2 separate regions of the Sus scrofa genome follow, and region 2 is linked to region 1. The links are chromatin contacts, called in public HiChIP or PLAC-seq maps. All regions are on one chromosome and are shown on one strand. The core of a region is the stretch at or near the end of the contact, and the rest is flanking DNA. Distances in the headings are between cores, read along the strand shown. Region 1 has its middle 130 kb from the start of KCNJ2. Region 2 has its middle 130 kb from the start of MAP2K6.

Region 1 (3,921 bases), core at 595-3,094:
GATAAATCATCATACTGACAATGTCATGATTCCTTTCCTTTATGCTGTGGTTATTATTTGTATTACATCTACATACATTATCAACTCCAAAAGGCAATGTTACAATCTTGAAATGTTACAAATGATCATGTAACACTGTTCTAATGTTACTAAAACCACATTTAGGTTTTGCAAGGTTATACTACAGAAACTGTGCTGAGTGATTCATACACACCTCACTTCTACATCTCAGTAATTGTACAAGATAAGAAATGGAACAGAAGCCAGTACAGAAAGGCAGAGTCACTTGCTCAAAATCCCACTGTAGCCAGATGACAGCTGCGATTTCAGCTCAGAGTGCATCCAAAAGAAGTCTTTAGCCACTGCTATACTGCTTGCTGCTAATTGCTTGGAATTACTCAGAATTTCTCCCAAAGCTGAACGGTCCTCCTCTCTGTTGGTACAATTTGGCAAGGGGGCAGCTGGTTAAGGAGATGATTAGTGTGGTTCGTCTAATAATTAAATTGTGGGCTTTGCAGGCTAAGCAGTAATCTGCGGTATGAAGCAGGGTTTTTTGAAAGTGTGTGTGAACTGTGGTTCTCGTTTGCCTGGCCTGGTAAAAGACACACAGGGCAAAGACAGCATCTTCATTATAGGAATAAACCACTGTTAACTACCAAGAAAATACTGTTGAAATGATGTTTGCCCAAGGAATGCATGCCCAATAGAAAATGAACTGACGGACTTGTGTAATTGTTGATTGCAGGAGGTATAATTAATCCATTTCATTTAGGGTAGGAGGAAAAAACACCTTTGCTCTTAGTTAAGATATGGACGTAATCATTACGTTGAAAAGAACTCCACCTTTAGGCCACTGGTGTTGGGGACGTCATTCTTCTAATCTTCGGAGAAGTCAATTTTATCCAGTCATCATGTTGCAGAACAGCTGCTTGCATTGCTGAGAGCTTTCTTCATGGCAGGTGTTGTGCTAAATGCTTTACCTGCATTACCTTGTTTTAACCTCACGACAAACCTGTTGGGCGCATTTTACAGACTGGGAAATGGAAGAGCTTATTAAGTGATGTGTCCAACTTTACATTCCTAATAAGTGGCAGGGCCAGATTTGGATTCCAGACCACATAATGGCTATGCATCTGTGCATGATGAGTGTGCCATGATGCCTCCACTTGCATTATAGAGGAAAAGATGTTGACTGGGAGTCCAAGGATCTAGGCTTTGGTCTCAAAGCCACCCACAATTGGTCATCTGCCACCCACTATCCAGGAAATGCCATCCTCATTACTCATCTCCCACATCAATATGCAGACAACAACTGCCCTGCCTGGCTTCTCTCACAGTTTGCTTCCATTGAATGCAAAAAGTTTCCTACGTGAAGGGGCTGATTAATAATGACAGTTCAACTCTCAAAAATATTTTTCAATTTATACCCAATTAATTTTTTGGTCTCCCAGCATGATCAGACTGGAATTGCATTTTATGGAAACTAGTTGATAAAGATGTGTGGGGAAGAATATTCCGGAAAAGAATACTGTGAGCAAAGGTACAGAAGAATGTTGAAGCCCCTCCCCAAGAATATCAAATAAGGAGAGAGTTCAGTGAGTACCTTTGATAAATGTCAAGCAAAGCTATTTAGATTTATCCTGAAAGCAAAGTGAAAACACCAAAGCTTTCTGCTGTTGTTGTTTGTGTTTTTTGTTTTTTTCTGAGTGTGTTGCTCCATGTGATTGCCTAGTGTTGGGTAGTGATTCCTAAAGTAAGAGGGAGAAAAAGTCAAGTCAGACGGACCAATAATCAGACTGCTACACCAGTTGAGGACTGAAGGGATACACTGGAGTCACGGCAATGAAAGCAATTGGACAGGTGTAAGGGAGAGTACCAGGGCTCTCCGAAGAGTCCCGGGTCTGAGCAGACATGTAAGACAGAAAGGAAAAAGCAAAGATGACTTGAGGATTTTGACCCCGAGTGCCAGGGAGAAAGAGGCTAAATGGGGAAATCCAGAGTAGAAGTCTCTGTAAGGAGGAAAGACGGTGGGAAACGATTACGGAGATGGCAAACAAGCAGTGGAACATGGACAACCAGAGCAGTGAGGAGCACTTAGGTCCCCAAGGAAAAAAACATTGAGGTTTTGGCACCCTTGACAGCGAAGCCATGAGAACAGCTGAGCTGCCAAGCCAGCCAAAGGAGTAATAGGGCAAGGCGCGTAGCTCGGTGCATCTCTGTATTCGGGGGACTGTAGAAAGAATAATCAACAGGAGGCAAAAATGAGTCTTCATGAAAAAGATTAAAATTATGTACTGGCGCATACAGGCACATACACATGTATACACCTATACACACAGGTGTCTGTGTCTGTGTGTGTGTGTATAACCAAATTCCAGAGTGAGGAATTTGGAGAGAAGTATCAAGTATCAACTGGACTCTTGTACTCTTGCTAATAGCATCTGGTTTTTCTTGACCTCTTAAAGGGCTACTTCCCATGAGTATATAGACCCTTAGAAAAGTCTTCCATGCCCAAATGCATTTGTTTCTCCCGGCGAATTGTTTTCCTTTATGCCTATTTTGGCATCGTTCATTACATAATCTCCCTCATCATCATCTCATTTTGCTTCCAGAAACATATTCTCAAGTGCCTGGCTACGTAATAAATACTCTCTATGGATGCTACCCAACTCTTGGTTACATGCAGAATTGCTGAGCTGTAATGTGCTACCCACTAATATTTCTAATGCCTCTTGGAATCATACCAGCATTAACCATTTATAAAATACCAACTGCTACTCAGTATGTAGAAATGTGATTGCATCTCACTGCTTGCCAAAACAACAGGCCTTTCTGAGATCATTTTGCTTTTTCTGGTTTCCGGGAGAATACAATATTGGGATCCATGGTCCCTTGCCAAGTGCAAGCTAGCGGTAGTTGTTTTTTTCCTAAATGATTTTATTATATTGAGGATTTGCCTTGGAACAGAATGTTCCACAGACACTAATATGCAAATAGTTTTTTGCCTTTTTTTTTTTAGATAGGGTGACCCTTTCCCCATTCTACCTCCCCAAGCTTACTAACTTAATAAGGGAATTTAAAATGTCATTAATACGTCCAACGGTGGATCTGCTTTGCATTGGGAAGATGCAACATGATGGAGCACTAGGTCAAAGACGTTTTTAAAAATTTAAACTGATGCCACAGGTAGATAATGTCCTGGTAAACCATGGCCTTCCACTGGTCACAGAAAAATAAACACTGATTTGTAATGACTCGGGCCAGTTCTACTTTATGCAGAAGGTGGGATCCAGAATGTTAATAACGCTTAGGGTTATAGATAAGGGTCAGCTGAACATGAGAGTTATCAGCTTTGAGATAAATAATTCCACTCTCTCGTGTCCTCAAATAGATCTAGGATTCACTTGTGCCACAGGAGAGTATTTCAGAACGGTGTTTCTACTACATCTTCACCAGAAGAGCACTTTCTCTAAACTCAAAGTTGTCAATCAGGCCCCATTATCTAAAGTATCATTATGAACATTGAGCAAAAAAGCTCAATAAAATCAAATATTAATCATACTGGCGGAAGAGAACAATTGCTCAGGACTATATTCTCTCGCAAAAGCCTGGAGATGTGACCTTGACAATGGTAGCTATTAGTCAATATATGCACATATTTTGTATTTATAGTGTCAAATATGGCACTAGTTTTCAGGAATACAAAATAACTCTGATGTGCTTTGTGTTTTACGCACGTGACAAGGGATAAAGGAAGGTTTTCCTGCAGGAAAATTTCAGTGGGGTTTCAACAGACAATGAGAAGCTTTTCCTGGTGAGAAATGGGGAGAAATAAAATTCTAGAAAAACAGTACTTGTGTAAAGGCTTGAAATTAAAAAAAAAATTATATATTTTAGGTTAATAGGATAGTAGGGAAAATT
Region 2 (3,921 bases), core at 762-3,261, 660 kb after region 1:
CTCTAACCCAGGAGCTTCCATGTGCTGCAGGCATGGCCAAAAAAAAAGGATACATGCACCCCAGTGTTCATAGCATTACTGTTTACAATAGCCAAGACATTGAAGCAACCTAAGTGTCCATCGACAGATGAATGGATCAAGAAAGTGTGGTAGATGTATTCAGTGGAGTATTATTCAGCCATAAAAAGGAATGCAGTAATGTCACTTGCAGCAACACAGACAGACTTGGAGATTATCGTACTAAATGAAGTAAGTCAGACAGAAAAAGGCAAATATCAGATGATATAGCTTATATGTAGAATCTAAAAAAAAATGATAACAAAAATGAAATTATTTACAAAACAGAAATAGACTCACAGACCTACAAAACAAACTTAAGGTAATCCAAGGGGGAAGAGGAAGTAAGGGATAAATTAGGAGTTTGGGATTAACATATACACACTACTATATATAAAACAGATTAACAACAAGGACCTACTGTATAGCAGAGGGAGCTGTATTCAGTATCTTATAACCTATAATGAAAAAGAATCTGAAAAAGAAAATATATATATCTGAATCACTTTGCTATACACCTAAAACTAATATATAGTAAATCAATTGTACTTCAACTTTTTTTTGAAAAAGTATATATGTTTTTTAAGGTCTCAATTCAAATGGAATGCTTTCTCAAGTATTTGATAAATAGCAAAGAAATTTTTGTTTCAAGTTATTTTTACATCTTCAGTATTTAGAGCATATTCCAGCCATCAATAATATTTTGTTACATGGAGCCTAATCGTTGTTAAAAAGAAAAATCAGCAAGTATATGGAGGCTCCCTTTATTCTGCGTATATTTTTTCAATCTTACTGAATACCTTGAAAATTTCTTTCAGTATACATTGGATTTGCCATTTCAGAAGTGGTTATGTCACTGTTTTAATCTCATAAAGCAGAGTTTGCGGAAATAAAAATGTTGGTTTTCTCTCTGAGATGAGGAGGTGAACAAAGGTTTTAATCTGACATGCAAACTGAAAAATAGGAACATCTGTTTGTGATGTTGAGATCTGGCTTCAGTGTGTATTCCTTCATGTTCAGCCAACACAGGCCAGGTATTATTATGATGCACTGGGCTAGATGGTCTAAAATACCTTCCTACTTATCTTTACTTTATATGCATTTTTGTTCAGTTGTATTTGTAGAAAAAGGATGTGTTTGGAGGATGACATAAGAGCAACTTATTGAGTGATAATAGTGTGGCAGACCCTGAACTAAGTGCCCAAGAGGCTGTATTTCATTTAATTCTCACAAGCACTCTCTAAAGTAGGTTCTCTTACTATTTCCATTTTAAGAAGGAGTAAACTGAAGGACAGAGGGTTGAAGACATGTGTCCAAGGTCACACAGCTAGGAAGTGATGGAGCCAGGATTTTAAACAGCCGATATGGCTCTAGCCTGGAGCCATCCTCCTTGTTTCCATACCGACTCAAGCTCCATCTCTTGCTTAGTTGCTTCACAACTTCTTTCACTATTTTAAAATAATTCTTCGCCCATTTTTATTAGCATTATCAAGTCATAGTTCAACTCAGCTTATCCTGCAAAAGTGTGTCATGAATCATAGATTATTTTTTGCACATAATCATTTTCAGATAAGCTGCAGTAAGACTCACCGGCTCCTTAATTTTCCAGAAATTGCTCACTTGCATGCACAGGATTCATGTTCTTTGCTCTTGGCAAGCAGACATTGCCACTTGCCCTAAGTCTTGAAACTGACCTAGTCTCCTCTTAATAGTTTAGGGAATCAGCAGCTTTGGCGATGCAGTATTTTTGTGGATTCCAACAAAGGAGTCAAGGAGAAGATAACCTCTCCAAAGATCACTATCTAACTAGCGAGACCAATTTATCCACTTGATGGTGAAAGTTGTGAATTGTTCAAAAGTTTTCTAAAGCACGCAATGTCACTGGCTTGACTCTCCTGACTGCCAAATTGGAGGAGGCAAGAGAGATGGCATGTTCTCGATAAACAGTTCTGCAGCTGTTGAAAAGGTCAAGTGGTTTAGCAAGTTCTTGCCTAAGGACAGCCCTTTGCCTCCCAGTCCACAGGCTTGCTTTAGAATGTAGGAAAGTGAACCGCCCTGAGCTCAGCTAACTACTCAGGCAAGTAGCATTAATGCGGAGTCTGCCTCCCTTGGGACACGGAGAGCTACCCCTTGCCAAGGAAGTTCCTGACTACACTGTTAGTGCAAGGAAACCCAAGGTGAGGTGCATTCAGGCCCAAATAAGCCCAGGAGTCTGGTCAGAGACTGGGAGTTTGGAAGCAGAATTATTTAGGTTCGGGCTCTAAACTTCATGATCACCAACCACCTCCTTCACTGTGAAGCCTGTGCAGTGCTGTGTATCCCTAAAGCAGCTCTCCATTTGGAATCCATAAAATGCATTTATTTGTTGGAGTTCCTGCTGTGACATAGTGGGTTAGAGATCTGGCATTGTCTCTGTGAGGGTGAGGGTTCAATCCCCAGCCCGGCTCAGTGGGTTTAAAATCTGGTATTGCCACAGCTATGGCGTAGGTCACAGCTGCAGCTTGGATCTGATCCCTGGCCTGGGAACTTCCATATGCAGCAGGTGTGGGTGAAAAAGGGAAAAAAAAAAAAAAAAACCATGGCACACACACGTTTGTTAATAACTGGTGTAAAGTTATTCGAGCCTAAGGGTTATTTTTTCCCTTTAAAATACTTCTTCTCAATAATCCTGTAATGAAAAAAAAAGGAACCTGCATTTATCCAAACATCATTAAATATACTTTAACATATATATTCTTCCAGCCAATATAGAAATTCTACTTTTTAAATCTGATTATCACTTCCTAAGGCATCATTTGTCTGTAACATGGGGCAAATGTCAAAAGAATTACAGGAGCATTTGAGGTCTGATCATTGAAACTTCAGAATTGGATGTGATGGGTAGACCACGACCACTCTTCCTTCTCCAACTACCTTGTGAATATAAATCACCTGGGGATCCTGCGATTCACATTCACGCCCTGCTCTGCATTGTCAGCAAGCTCCTGGGAGATGGCACTGATGCTATGGCATTGAAGGGCAAGGCCACAGAAGGCAAATTCTAGGATAGTGCAGAGCTTCTCAAAACCAGCATGGCTATATCACATCTGATAAGGGATTCCAGAGCTAATGCCCACTGGATGCACAATGATTCATTTTGTTTATAAAATTCTAGTTCTAGCTTCGTTGAGACTTAATGTGGTCTCCTTAAAAGGTTGGGTACCCACCAGACCAACTGGAAATTCTGCCCTTGTCTGTTCTGCATAATACCATAACTGCAAAAAAAAAAAAATTTAATGTAGTCTTGCTTCTTATTCTTGATCCCTGTTCCTACGATTTGTACTTTTTCTTTAAACAGTTTGTGCACATATCTTCCTTTGTGGATATTGGTGAAACACGTATCTTATACTCCAACCCATTCAAGAAATATACCTTCAGGATCTTTAGGACACCATTGTATGGGCAGGCCCTGGCACCACCAATTTCACAATAATGGAAGGAGAGAACTGTGTTGAAACAAATGAAATCTTTGTTGACATTTAGCACGGAGAAAGATTTTTGAGGTCCTTCAGCTCTTTAAAGCTTTTCTGGGAGCTCCCATTGTGACTAAGTGGGTTAAGAATTCAACTAGTATCCATGAGGATGTGAGTTCGATCCCTGGCCTCACTTGGTGGGCTAAAGGATCTGGCATTGCTATGAGCTGAGGTGTAGGTCACAGACGCAGCTTGGATCTGACGTTGCTGTGGCTGTGGTGGAGGCCAGCTACAGCTCCAATTTGACCCCTAGCCTGGTAACTTCCATATGCCAAGGGTGAGGCCCTAAAAAGACAAAAAAAAAAAAAATTCTAAGACAATCAGCTTCATGCATAAATATGTAGGAATAGGG

The links. HiChIP or PLAC-seq counts read pairs in DNA pulled down with a chosen protein or histone mark.
Region 2: an H3K27ac HiChIP or PLAC-seq map of skeletal muscle shows a contact between it and region 1, with 8 times the contacts expected there. The contact joins two enhancer-like sites. A contact is called at or near these places in 2 of 47 Hi-C or Micro-C datasets (embryonic fibroblasts and fetal heart ventricle) and 1 of 2 datasets of contacts at active chromatin or transcription factors (skeletal muscle).

Annotation. Positions count from the first base shown.
Region 1 is chr12:10,227,572-10,231,492 of Sscrofa11.1, forward strand. No RefSeq gene overlaps it. Among named protein-coding and RNA genes, the nearest start is that of KCNJ2, 130 kb to the right of the region's middle. Within about 2 kb of position 1,845, at least 4 of the 83 cell types and tissues checked have an H3K27ac peak or open chromatin away from gene starts, as enhancers often do. A contact at or near this core is called in skeletal muscle, where this site is marked.
Region 2 is chr12:10,884,195-10,888,115 of Sscrofa11.1, forward strand. No RefSeq gene overlaps it. Among named protein-coding and RNA genes, the nearest start is that of MAP2K6, 130 kb to the right of the region's middle. Within about 2 kb of position 2,012, at least 3 of the 83 cell types and tissues checked have an H3K27ac peak or open chromatin away from gene starts, as enhancers often do. A contact at or near this core is called in skeletal muscle, where this site is marked.